Regions from separate parts of the Gossypium hirsutum genome. Here region 2 is linked to region 1. Evidence: chromatin contacts called from public Hi-C data. All regions are on one chromosome and are shown on one strand. The core of a region is the stretch at or near the end of the contact, and the rest is flanking DNA. Distances in the headings are between cores, read along the strand shown. Region 1 holds the start of LOC107921990 (mitogen-activated protein kinase 17). Region 2 has its middle 8.4 kb from the start of LOC121213592.

The links. A called contact is a pair of places that touch in the nucleus more often than the background predicts.
Region 2: a Hi-C map of anther shows a contact between it and region 1, with 4 times the contacts expected there. The contact joins the enhancer-like site here to the promoter of LOC107921990 in region 1. A contact is called at or near these places in 11 of 34 Hi-C or Micro-C datasets (anther, callus, hypocotyl and 3 more).

What each region holds. Positions count from the first base shown.
Region 1 is chrD01:47,514,610-47,521,937 of Gossypium_hirsutum_v2.1, forward strand. LOC107921990 (mitogen-activated protein kinase 17) reads left to right here and starts at 2,901. Exons shown (of 13, transcript XR_005909472.1): 1 at 2,901-3,165; 2 at 4,016-4,424; 3 at 4,523-4,650; 4 at 4,749-4,808; 5 at 4,998-5,147; 6 at 5,282-5,437; 7 at 5,528-5,665; 8 at 5,764-5,837; 9 at 6,134-6,232; 10 at 6,308-6,560; 11 at 6,642-6,748; 12 at 6,851-6,989; 13 at 7,220-7,287.
Region 2 is chrD01:47,340,990-47,348,317 of Gossypium_hirsutum_v2.1, forward strand. No RefSeq gene overlaps it. Among protein-coding and RNA genes, the nearest start is that of LOC121213592, 8.4 kb to the right of the region's middle. Within about 2 kb of position 3,677, at least 4 of the 9 cell types and tissues checked have an H3K27ac peak or open chromatin away from gene starts, as enhancers often do.

The sequences.
Region 1 (7,328 bases), core at 1,651-4,150:
ACAACTACAGACAACAAATGATCGAAAACTATATTACCGTGTGGTGTATGCAAGTGTGACAGGTTAGTTGTAATGTAATTATACAACGGGGTACGAAAGTACTCTGAGGATCAAACCCAAAAGAGTCAGCGATTAAGGAAATGATAACTACAAGTCTGCAGAATAAAGAGTCTAACTAACTAATTGTTAAACACTATAGTACGACAAGCAATGAAATAAACAATAATTATAATAATTTATCAACTAATTAACACAAGGACTAAATTATAAATTATGCAAAGTTACTAAATTGATCAATGAATAATAAACGGTGGTTAATTGATTTTGATGTGGTGGGATCTAAGTTGCTTAAATTCCTAAAGTGATTCCGTTTTACCTCTCGGCCTCAACTTTACCAAATTAGACAAATTAGTTCGGTTTATCTCTTGACCTAATCGGCTAACCCGGGTGATGGTCACTAAACTAACTATAAATACGACAAAGGCAAGCGCACCTATCGAACAATAGTATAGCTATGGTGAGTAGGGAATATCGTATCCACGAGGACTAAAAGTATTAGTAATTACCGTCTTCTTGTTACCTAGCCAACAAATTGGGGTGATGTGTTTAATTCTAAAATTACCAAACTAATTTATCTAAGAATGCAACAGAGAATGAATAGGAAAATAATCGAAGATAACCAATGAGATAGACAATACCCAGGAAAGAATCCACCTAGACTTCACCTATTATTTTGAATCTGAATTAAATGATTTATTCACTTGTGACTTGATCCGTAGAAATCCCTAAATTATGTTAATATCTCTTTCGAGAGTAAGAACAACTGACCTTAGGTTGATCCGTAGAAATCACATTCACTAATTTGCATAATTAATCATCCAAAAACACATTAAGAATAAGATTAAAATATATTACTTTTATAACTTATCAAACTTGAGACTTATCAAATTGGTGTCCAATAAGATCTCGTCTTGGTCTCACTTATTTTGGTTTTCCCTTAGGGAATAAATCCTAAGTTTTAAGTTTATTCAATTTAGTCCAATTTTTTTGCAACTCAGTCCCTCATCCAAAAATTAACTTACTCACATCTCCATCAACCAAATCCCTTATAATTTAGTTATCCATGCTAAAATCTAAGTAGCAAACAAGCAAGAAAAGGAAATGACAGCCATTAACATAAAAGCTTGAGAAAAGATGAAAGATAGGATATTTACTCTATAAAACTTATAAGAAAAGTGTAGATTAACATTCAACAGTAAAATGAAGTACAAAGAACATAAAAGTTGAAGTCTTTAAAAGATTGGACAACTTATTATTGCCAAACTTCAAAGCATACAAGTTTTCAAGCTTTTTCCGCAATGTGCCCACATGTGTTTCTTGATCAATGTGGTTATAAACATTCTTTTCAACAAATTGTTGAATAAAACCACACACTTATTGATACTCAAATTCTCACTCTTCAACAGTTTTTGACTTGGGCTTTTGAGTAGCAAAAATACAAAAATGTAAAGCCTTCCCAAACAAAAGATTTTTCATTTTGTTTCGCCAAAGTTGATAATTTGTGTCATTTAACATAATCCATCTTACTAGTGCTAATTTCTATGATTACCAAACACGATAACTAAGCTCTTGATACTAGTTTGTCTAAACGAAACCAAACCCAATGAAACAACGCGAAAGCACGCACGATCGATATTCTTCTGCTCTCGAAAAATCAATTCAGTAATTATGACAAACCCAATAACACAATATATATAACAATTTGTGCAAATCAACCACAATATCGCAAGCAAAACTAATAAATCGAGAAACAACTTTTACGTGGAAAACCCTTTTAAAGCAAAGAGAAAAAACCACAAGATTAAAAAGTCCTTTCTACAAGATCACAATCAAGCCATCATAAAGAATATACAATTCAAACAATGCTATAAACAACTAATTTTAAACAAACTTTAAGAGAAAAGTTGAGAATTTCACCAAAAAGAGGTTGACTTTAAAAGCTAAAAATTCAAAGTTACAGTACCCAAAAAGAAATTAATCTGTACACATTAAAAAAAAGCTCCAACGAACATCGAATCAACCTTCGATAAAAGAAAATACAAAGGTTGATTTGTGTATAAAGAACAATTTTTTCTCTCCCACTTCTCTTTTCTTAGATTTTATCGGTACACCAAAAGAAATCTAACCTTTTTTTTTCAGTAGTTCCCACACGTATATATGTAGGGTAAATATAAGTGGACTCCCACATAGTGGGACGCTTGAGCACAAGCCCAAGAGAAAAAATATTTAACATAATAATATATATAAATATATATTTTATTATATAATTACATATTTATTATTTTATTTATATAAATAAAATAATTGTAATTAAAAATATGAATTAAAAATAAAATTTGAAAACATGTTTATTAACTAAAAACATTAATTAAAAAATAAAAATAAAAAATCTTGAAACAATATGAATTAATTCAATTAAAAAGTAAAAATTAGAAATTAAAATAAAAGGAAAAACTTGAAATGGAATTAAAATAAAATAATAATAAAAAGCTCCAATCAACCCTAAAATGCTAATCAAGGATGGTGACAAGTCAATGAAAGCGCTTCACGTATACAGTACTTACGTAAGCAAAAACGAATTATTTCTCTAAATACTTAATAAAGCAGTTTATATCTTTAATTTTTTTAAAACAATATATATAAATAAATTTTCCCTAATTAAAATTTGCAATTAAAACAATAAAAATAACAAAAATATTGTTTTTATTTAAAATTTACTTGGTGAATAGATTTTTTGTGGATTTCCTTGAAACGTGAAAGGGTTCATTCATAGAAAACAGCTAATTGTTAATTGTTATCTACCCTATATATTTAATATAAATACTTGACATGATCAAGTTGTTCGTTTTGTCAACATCCAACCCCACTGGATTCAAGATAGATAGTATATACACGTATAAAATACGCCAACTGGTGCTGTATTTCTACGTATAAGGTGGTGGAGGTGTTATTTGAGCAGTTCATATCTGTTCTGTGGTTTCAGCGTCTATTTGAAGCTCTCGTCATCAATTTCATATCTTGTCTCCGCATTTATTTGAACCTCTTTATCATCAATCTTCAAGCTTCAGCTGCAGCCTTGGATTCGTTTGCCCCCGAAAGAATAGGGTAATTTCTTTTGGCTCTGTAACCGCTTAAATTATCTGTTTTTATTTCAATGAGTTATGGGTTTTTTTTCTTCTTTCCTTTTCTTTTTGGGGAGCTTGAATGTCTATTTGATGAGTGATATGGAGGTTTGAAGTTTTGCTCATATAATGGAAATTTTAGCGACGAAAATGACTTGAAAATGAAATGCTTTTTACCTACAAGCTCTTTTAGTTGAATTTCTTCTCTTGACTTTTAATAATAACTAGGAATTTGTCTGCCTGGAATTTCCTTTCTCAGATTCTTTATTTATTAATTAATTTATTTTTTAAGTCCTAAACATTCTCTAGACATGGCTATTATTCTAATATTTTGAAATTTTGGAAATAGATGTTAAAAGAATCATCTTTGATGTGTTTGGTTTTGTCTTTTTCTTGGTTTAATATACAAATATTTGCATCCAATTGAGAAGTTAGGGTTGCTAGAGGTCACCATAGAAAACAAGTTTTCCTTATTTGGTTATGGGATTTTATGACGGTGAATTTGGATTTGATCTTTTCCACGAACTATGAAGATGAGCATAGTCACTATATAAAAATATGAGTAAAAATCTGATATATCTATACATTCGAAAGAGTATGATAGGATCTATTCGGATTCAAATTCGAACCAAATCTACAGATTCGAGTACAGTCATTTGAAAATCAAATCCATAGATTCCCAGTACTTAGAAGGTTAACATCTAATTCTATGCTAGGTAGTTTCAATACTTTTTTTTGTATTACTTCAAGTATGTTGTGAACCCATTCAAAGTGTAAGCTTTTCATATTGGTTTTGTTTAACATGGAACCTAATGGATTCTTATTTTGATCAGAAAATGTTTGACAAAGACTTTTTCACTGAATATGGTGAAGCAAGTCAATATGAAATAACAGATGTAGTTGGCCGAGGAAGTTATGGTGTGGTTGCATCTGCAATAGATACTCACACTGGAGAGAAAGTGGCTATTAAGAAGATGACCAATATCTTTGAGCACACCCCTGATGCAATCCGCATTCTTAGAGAGATCAAACTCCTACGGTTGCTGCGACACCCGGATATAGTTCAAATAAAACACATAATGCTTCCTCCATGTAGTCGAGAATTTAAAGATATATTTGTTGTTTTTGAGTTGATGGAATCTGATCTTCACCATGTTATAAAGATAAACGACGATCTAACCCCTGACCATCATCAATTTTTCTTGTACCAGCTTCTTCGGGGTCTAAAATACATTCACACAGGTGGCTTATATTCACCCATCTATTGCAGTAGAGTTTTCTCCCAATTTGTGAAAATAATGACCCACTTTGTTTTTACCTTTTTGTTTCAATTTTATCAGCTCATGTTTTCCATAGAGATTTAAAGCCAAAAAATATACTTGCTAATGCGGACTGCAAACTGAAGCTTTGTGATTTTGGACTTGCTCGGGTATCATTTACTGATGTACCTTCAGCTATTTTTTGGACTGTAAGTGTTTCCTTCTTGCCTTATGACTTCTGCTACTTATTGCCATTGTTTATGCAATGTATGCTATCATTCACATCTGATTATCATTTATTTTCAAGGACTATGTGGCTACTAGATGGTATCGTGCTCCTGAGCTGTGCGGTTCATTTTTCTCAAATGTAAATGCTGTAGTCCTTTATCTTATTGAAATTAATTTACTATAATCTGTTTAAAGGACTTGTCCTTCTCCTTCTCATACACGTATACACTGCTGCTACAGTTTTACTTATATCCATTCAGGTTAATCAATTTGAGCAAACTCCTTTAAGAACTTTATTAATTGATTTCAAAAACCTGATCTTCTGCAGTACACCCCTGCTGTTGATATTTGGAGTGTAGGATGTATATTTGCTGAGTTGCTTACAGGGAAACCGTTGTTTCCTGGGAAGAATGTCGTGGATCAGTTGGAACTCGTGACTGATTTGCTTGGCACTCCCTCTGTGGAAACAATTGCAAGGGTCTGCTATCTATTGATTGGAGAAAATTTTCATCAGTTCTTGTTGGGAGCCTCTTTAAGTTACTTCCTAGCTTTATTCTAAACATGGCCAAGATCTGGTTTCCTGACCATCTTGATTCTTCATAATATCTGCAGATACGAAATGAAAAAGCTAGAAAGTATTTGAATAGCATGAGAAAAAAGAAACCAATCCCTTTCTCACAAAAATTTCCAACTATAGATCCATTGGCCCTCAATTTGCTTGAGCGTCTCATCGCATTTGATCCTAATGATCGTCCATCTGCTGAGGAGGTAAAGTTGAGGGGTTTCTGTTAGTTTCAGATTTTGCTCCCTTTTCTTCTTGCTCTATTTTATTTCTTTACTTGATTGATCTTTATGCAGGCATTAGCTCATCCATATTTCCACGGATTGGCAAATCTGGACAATGAACCATCCATGAAACCCATTTCAAAATTTGAATTTGAATTTGAACGAAGGAAATTGGCAGAAGATGATGTCCGAGAGCTAATCTACAGAGAGGTATTTATGTGTACAGTGATTAGTCTTTGCCTTTCCATTTTAGTTTCATCTTTCATTTATTGTTCACTTGTGGTGCATCTTATTTTAAATGTGAATAGATATTAGAGTACCATCCGCAGATGCTTCAGGAGCACCTTCAAGGCAAAGATCAGATTAGCTTCATGTATCCAAGGTCAGGCATCGTACTATTTCTAAGTGTCAATCATAACAGTGAGGATCCATGTTGGAACTGCAAAGTGATGAATTTTGATCTTTCTTTATATGAAAGAGGAATTATATTTGAACCTCTACTTCACATTTAGTACAACAATCTTCTGATGGTTTGTCCAAGTTCTAATAGGATTTATAATCTTCAAGCTATATGTTAAACCACCTTAAAATTTGGATCTTTAAGTTAATGTTTCTGCCCCTCTTTTAATCTAAACACTAATGAATGTTAAGTTAATTGTGTGTTTTGTGTCAACCTAGTGGAGTTGATCGGTTTAGACGACAATTTGCTTGTCTTGAGGAATATGGAACGAATGACAGTGGCATTCTGCTACAAAGGAAATATACATCTTTGCCTAGGTGAATTGCTAGAATTGCTCCTCGCTTGCAATTTGTTTGATTTGAATATGCTGACTATGACCATTTGTTTCTTAGGGAACGAATCTGCAATGATGATACTGATCACATTGATCAATCAAAAAAGCGTACCGTGTCTTCTGCTACTCGTGCGACATATCAAAGCCCTACAAAATTGCAAGGATCCGGGGACTTTGGATACGCAAACCAGAATGTTTCAGGGACTCAGGAAACCTCTGGGAAACCTACTTCAAGTACTGCCCGTTGCCTGTTGAAAAGCAATAGCATCAGTGCTTCAAGGTGTGTTGGTGTCATTCAGAAACCTTGTGAGGTATGTGTTCTCTAATCACGAATACTATTGCTGTTTGTTAAAGTTTCACTTCATGCGGGTTTTCATATCCTCCATTTCCAGGTGCACAATGAAGTACAGAAAGCAATAGCTTAATCCATCTCTGTTCGACATAGATTCTGGTGCTTTGTTATATTTTGCTATGTCTGCAACTTTCATTACCTTTGGAGGTACCTAGTCTATCTTCAGAGGCCATAAAAATTGTGGAAACTTACTATTAGAGATCTTTTTGGCGCTCTAACCAATTAATATTGGTGACCTGGCTGATGTAGCTTGTAGCTGTTATTTATGATTCTTCAGATGGAGTTACCTACCTGTTTTCCATCGAAGACTTTTAACAAATTAGCTTCTCGTCGTGGAGATGGGAAAGAAAAATTAGTTAAGGGAGTCAATTGGGTCTTTGCTGTAAAGGTACGCATACTTTGCAGTTAATACTCAAAAAGTTGACTAGGTTTCAACTGCAGTTTCACATGAATCAAGCAATTCAATTAGAGGCACATTTTGGCAATTTCATTTCTGTGAAACCAAGATCATATTTACAACATGAAACATGCAATTGTAGCCAATGGGTTGGGGATATGGCTGCATTAAAGAGAGTCCACTCATTGATTCATGTAATAGTCCTTTTTAATTGTCTGTAGTTAAGAAAGAGAGCAAGCGGTGCCATATTCATATATCCGAAGACCGAGAATTGTGGTTGAAAAGCCTCCACTCCTTCGCAAGATGCTGCTCTCCTATCTCGTAAAAATG
Region 2 (7,328 bases), core at 2,427-4,926, 170 kb before region 1:
AATTAAAAATTGTACAAAAATAGTTAGGAGATGAAATTTATATGTATAAAAATATTAATGAGTATAATTTCAAATTAAATAAAAAAAATGTTATACAAATCTTGTACAAAAAGATAAATAATATTTAATGGAGAAGGGCCAGAATTGACTAGCAGCAGAACTGGGGAAGATTTGAAGAAAAAATGGTATTAATCTAATTTGAACTAAATTCTGAAATTTTTATGGTAAAAATTTTCATTGAGTCTGGTTTCAAAAAAAAAGTAGATCTTAATTTCAATTTTTGTAACCCAATATAAAAATAATTTAGTGATTGCTACTCAATTAGACAACCTTGTTAAGAGTATATGTGTAATTAGTGAAAAATAATTAATATTACATATAGGCACGCTATACTAAAAGCCAAATATTCTCATATATATACTTGCACATATAGGATGTGGAATTAAGAGGAGGAAGAGGAAACTAATATAAGAGTTGTAAAGCTAAAAAGTTGTTATAAGTGATGAAATAGCTAATACATAAGAGAAGTATAAATGAAATTATTGAGACATTAAGTGAGTAACTATTATATGACGAATTGATGAAGTATTAGTTTATAAATTGAAGTATTATATAGATTTAAATTGATTGGTATATGTGTGGGATTATGTGTATTGATCTTAACAGGAAAATAAAGAAGTTTTAACTTATTTAGCAAAAGATGACTCAAATTTGCGACATTGGCCACAAGATGTTGCGACATGAACAATCAGAGAACCTAATGTCACATCATTAGCCCCATGATGTCGTGACATTGATCCTTCTTTTCTCTGCCTAGTTCATTTTTTTTGAAAGAGTCTTATACGAACCCCAAATATAATCAAACTTTAGAGAAAGCCTAGAAATAGTCTATAAAACCTTAAATGATTTTTAAAAGGTCTAAAATATGAGAATAACTTCAATAATAATTATGGTTCTTGATTAAAGAATTTATCCTGAAATATAGCATTCCTTTTTCAGGTTTAGGTATAAGCTTGAATAAGGGGTGTTACATACCAGCCCATAATATTTGAGTTACTCATAATGAAAACTTGACTCAACACTTGGTATAATGTCTAGTCTTGAGTTAATGAGATAAAAGTACATAATTAGTTTGCAACTACTAGTACTATAGATAATATTATAATATATCATCCCAAGATAATAAAAAAAAGTGCTAGGTACTTGTAATGGTAAGGAGAATGATGAGTAATATACTTTTTGGTTGATCCATAACATAAATATGTTAGAATGTAAGGAGAATAATGAGTAATATACTTTTGGTTGACCCATAACATAAATATGTTAGAGTGTTATAATTATGAGAACACTCTTGAAGGGATCTACCTATGTGAGGTTGAATTGTGGTTACTTCTAAGAGCTCAAAAGTTTGGCTCTAATAGATGCATGAAAGAGGTTACAAATACATGGTCATGATAGTGTCCTTAGATACTATGCACTGACTTGTGTTAAAATCATTATGTGAGATGTGTTTGGTTAATAAAATGAAATAGTTGGTTAAAAGCATGGTCTACCATGCAATTTTGATTAGCTTTAACATATGTTCACTAAGTGAATGTTCAATCATAAGACACATTCATTTATGCAATTAATGCTCAAAGTTATCAAAATCTAGAATATTTAGAAAAGGAGGAGATTGTTGGAATAGTTTGAAAATAAATAGTGTTCCAATAGTTGGTTATAATATTTAGTTACTAATGAAGAGTTGTCACTATTCATAATGATGGGTTAAGTATCTTAAATATCGAAAATTATGTCTCTTAGATAATTAGCAAAGAATTATAAAAGTTCAAGTAATATTTATCGAATAGTTATGTCTATTTAAGAGATGATTCTATCCAAAACAATATATATTGGATAGTTATGTATCTATGAAAAAACATGAAGAATCCTATAAATAAAAGTAGAATTTCATTTGCATGGCACACAAAAAAATTAGAAAAAAAAAGTTATTTTGTTCTTCCTCCATCTTATACTATTCTTAGATTGTTCATTAAAGAATTACTACATAAATTCTTTATAAAATCGAGTCTTGTTATACACTGCTAAGTGCTCAATGAACTATTTTCATCAATACAAAATGTAATCATTGGACTTTATTGTGTCCTCGAGGTTCATTTTCTACTAACTCTTTTGTGCACCAAAATATAGTAGGACAAACAGAATCTTAAAGAAAGTAGCATGATTATACGCCTTGAAGCTTTTGGTTAATTTCTCATATACTTATTTTATTCCCACACACCAAGAACCACAAACACTAAGTTTTAGCATTCAGTCATTGTCAAAAAATAGTTTCTTAACAGAATTACAAGGATGCAAAACTTAGAAGGGTCTAAATTGAAAAGGAAGAAACCATTCAAGTATTCTTTGTTAAGCATTACCATACGATCTTTTGTTAACTGGACCAAACGGAGAGTCATAGAATCATACATTATTAGATTTGGTTTATTCTCACTCATTAATGAACAAATTAAAGCTTTGGTTTATGAGAATATTTTCTATTTCTATGTTTTCTTTTTATTTTATGATTTTTAAATTGAAAAACACATTTGATAAATAGAAATAAAAATTTGTTTTTAATAATTAAAATATGAAAACATATTTAGTAATTATTTTTCTATAATAGAAATATTAGAAATAAAAAAATACATTTATATGGATCCAATCTTGAGTACCAGGTTTATTATTTGAAAATTTGTTTAAGTACTTTTTGTTTATAAGGGTTTGAACCATGATCAATTCATTTAAAGTTCAAAATCATTATTTTCATCTTCATAAGTTTTATAAAGCATTTTTAGAGAAACTATAGAAAAAACTTTTTTTATTGCTTTCTAACTTTCACTTTTTTTTTTTCAAAGAGCTAACCAAACTTTTTTTTTAAAATATTTTTCATTTTTCAAGAAAACGAAAACGAAAAGAGTTTATGCCTAACCTTTTAAATAAGTCGGTATACTAACAAAGGAGATACAAGTTATTTGACAATTTGGACCGTGAAAAACACTGGGAGTAGATGGTAAACCAACCGTCTTGTCCCAATACATTTGGGACATAATGGGTCCTCTGACCACAGAACCAAGCCTCTCATTCTTTAATTTGGGCCACATTCATAAGGAACTCAAAAAGCTCCAATTCTAGCGTATCGAATTCAAATTTGGGAGGAAATCAATGTGGCATCAACCACAAGCCTAGCACTCATACCTTGGAGTAGATTTCAAATGAACGATCAGACCCTACCACTGATAAACTCATATGCCCTTGGGATCATAAAGTCATGATCGATCTTGTAGGAAAGAATGAGGAGTAGATCCTCTGTCACCGCTCGTTCTCCATTTTTGTGGCTGTAGTTTCAAAGAAGAATTCACAGTTTTCTCAACAAGGACATTATTAACTGGAAGGAAGCTAGGACGAGTTTCTACTACAAATTCATCAACATCTAGAAACATAAAAAATGATTTCATAAGGAACCAAGCTCCAAACCTTGCCCTGCGAGAGCTCTATTCCAATGAAATAGGATGCGCTTTTTGCACAAATCTTCACAACATATAATGCGGAAAAGCAAGAGGAACCTAGTAATGTCATGCCAGACTAAAGAGCAAAATAAAATGCACATGCCCACTGACAGCAGAACTTAAGAGACCATGGCTTGAGGGATTGATTGGTTTTGGAATAATTACCATACTGTAGAAACAATTCGGAAACAGCGAAAGCCTGGAAGCCCTATCCTATCCATCACTTACGTTGGGATTACTCTTCTTAGGCAAGTCGTATTAAAATTCTACCAACCCAACGTTACATCTTGTACTTACAAGGACCCAAAAAACCAATGGAGAAACATCACTCTCAAGCGTAACCAAATCCTTTGGATATTCCCATGGCAATGGAGGATATGAACCTGCTATTCAATCATATATTGATCTCTTTCTCCAAACAATGGCACTCCATGCCCAAGGAAATAACGAGATTGGCAACAACTGTACTGCTTAACCCGACATCCTTCAGATGACCACTACTTTGGACCCTTTTTTTTTTCTTATGTGCCAAAAACGTTATATTTAAGTAAACAAGTTCATTTTTATGCATTATTAGTGAAAAATATTGAAAGAAATATTATGTACATTATATTTGTTTAGCTTTTCAATATATTTTAAGGGATATATTTATTTTTACTGTTTGAAAATCTTGTCTTAAGAAATATGTTAATAACCTTTTGACAAGTGATATCGAACTAACTTTTAACTATTCAAGTTTTTGTTAAGCGTCTTGATCTGTAGGGAAGGTGCGGTGATCAATTGTGACTACAAACCGAACTCCTAAGGGCAATGTTGGGCAAAATGATAAAAAAAAAAAAGTCCTTGTCAAGCTTCACGACATGAGTTGAAAAATTCTCACATTAAGGCCCAATTTCGGTCATGTATAGATATAGATTTTTGCATTTCGAGTCGATTTGATCTCCTCTAAATTTATTTTAAACAATTTATTTATTATTTAACTTTAATTATAAAAATATATAAAATATCAATTGATATTTTATTAATTTTTAAATAGTAAAACATATTTTTTTAGCAGACCAAGTTGGCTTGAGCATGGGCCTAGGCTTTAAATTTTTTGAAATCAAGCCTCAGCCTGACCCGACCTGAAACAATACTATTAATCCCTCATAAATAGATAACTAAAGATTTCTAGATGTTTAAATTGATACACTACACATCCAGAACTCCAATGTTTGAAATGTGGCTTTTTTACCTCAATAATACAAAAAAAAAATTTATTAACTTAAATGGTATCTCTTACCAAAATAGTATGTTTTGAATATTAACCATAGGTGGTGCCTCACAAGGTGGCAGCACCACCCATTTTTTTCCACCATCATCAAGCCATCATTAGGTCATAATAGAGTTCAAAAAAAAATCATATTTTATTGGTAGTGCCACCCTATACGACGGCATTGGTATGAAGTACAACCGGGTACAATATAGGTTGTGTACAGGTTCAAAAAATAATTTGAAGGGGTGGAGGATGAAAGTCAAGCGGCACCACTATTGTAAAAAAGAAATACTAACTCGTAACTGAGAAGCAAAAAAAGGGGAGAGAATAAGGCTTGAGGAAGCAATAAAAGGGGGAGGGACCCCATGACTATCCGATCACGTCTGCCACAGGCAATTAGACCAATATTGCCTAACTGTTAGGCAGCACCGATCTAACCCCCTGCGACGGACATAACCGGATAGTCACAGGCTCCCCCCTTCTTTTTGCTTCCTCAGCCCCGAATTTTACCCCAATTTCCCCAATTTCCCCTTTAACCTGTATATATAACTTGGTCCCTGCTTGTTTGTGTGTTTGAAAAAAAAAAAAGAGATTGGCAATTTAGGTTAGGAAGGAGTGTTTGTGTTGGAATGAAAGGAAACACCCTAGTAGCTGATATGTTTTCTAATTTTTTTTTGTAATTATTATTTGTTTGTTTTTTTTATTTAATTAATATAAAAAAATTATTAAATGTTGAAATGGTATGGCCAAATTTTTTTTGAGATTTTCCAGGTTTTTTTTTTGTGATTATTATTTTTTAAGATTTTCAACATTAAATTTTTACATTTTTAATATTTTTTTTTGAAAATTTATTATGTGATGTTATTTGAATGTATTAGAGATATATGTTTAATTTTTTGCATGTATAATAAAATAATATTTTTATTTTTATAATAATATTTTTTTGCGAAAAAAAATAGTTTAGTATTTTTGGGAGAAGAGCTTGTGTTGGAAGGAACCATTAGTAAGCAGGTATGTGTTTTTATATATTTTTTAATAATAATTTTGAAAGTTTTTTTTATATATATCTATATTTGCTTTGCTTTTATATTATATTTTTGTCAGACGATGCCGAAAAATATTATAGAAAATGATCAATTTCAATAATTAATTTGTAAGGTGACCCATTTTACATTTTTAATTATTTTTTATTAGGGTAAAAAAGTAATTTTTGGAATAGAAGAAAGACATGTTTAGGAATAAAGAAAAGTTTAAGTTCATTGATAATAGTTTGTGGTGAAAGAGGATTTTTTTAACTATATATATACATGCATGCTTTTGTATATATTATTGTGATATATCATATTTATATATTTATTTACTTATTTTCTTTGGTAGCGTAGGTTAATATTATTATTCTAAAATCAACTGGTCATTTGAGTGATTAAGTTAAAAATCTGTGTAATTTAAATTTATGTTTGTTGTTAATGAGTGAAAATATTTTTTAAAAGGAATGGAACTTCATGGTAACCAATGGTAAAAAATTACTTGCATTAGAGTTAAATATTAGATGGTTTCTAAAAATTAGAAAATGATACGAAATGTATTTTCATTATTTGTATATTGTTTAGTCGATAATTAAAAAAATTGAAACGGTAGATATCCAAATGAGTTCTTTGATTAGAGAAAGCAACCAAAAAGCAAATATGATTAATGCGTCGGCAAAAAAATTGTTATTTGTTATTCACGGTTCCCTTATAAAGTTGCACGCCATTTTTTATTTAATTGAGAGATTTTAACTAATGCAGTAATTTAATATGGTTAGGATGAGTACCGCGTGTTGAAGGCCTATGTCAATGGTTCGGGCTATTTGTCAGATGAACGGATTATGTCATACTTGGAGGTACTCAGATTTGGATCGGTGGCATTGATTTGCATGTTCATTTTGATATCCGCTTTGTTTGAGCGGTGGCACCTAGAGACCAACACATTTCATTTGTCATTTTGGGAGTGCACCATCACCTTAGAATTTGTCACACTACAACTCGGGCTCCCAATCGGCAATAGTGTGGTCACGTGTACAAGTGTTTGAACTGGCGGTGTTATGCTATTACTTACTTGGATGCTCACCCGGTGATGGTGAAGATAGATTTATGAGTTTGAAATTTTCTTGGTTAAAGAGAAATTTTGAACATTTATCGAGTAGTGGCACTAAGTGGGAAAAGATGTGCACTACTCGAGCCTATATATTGCATCTGATAAAAGGGTACTTATGTCGGACACTAATAATAATAAGGTCCACTTTATGTACTTGCCCTTTTTATCTGATTTGGAAGTTGTCCGTTCATACAGTTAGGGCTCAGTAGTATTAGCAACATTATATCGTGAGCTTTTTGGGGCGACAAACCACGAAACACAAGACATAGGCAGGTGCCTGATATTGTTGTAGTCTTGGGTGTTATACAGGATCCCATTTTTGGCATCAGTTAGTCACCAAACACATGTCTTCCTACTTGTAAATAGGTAATAAAATTTAAATTTTACAT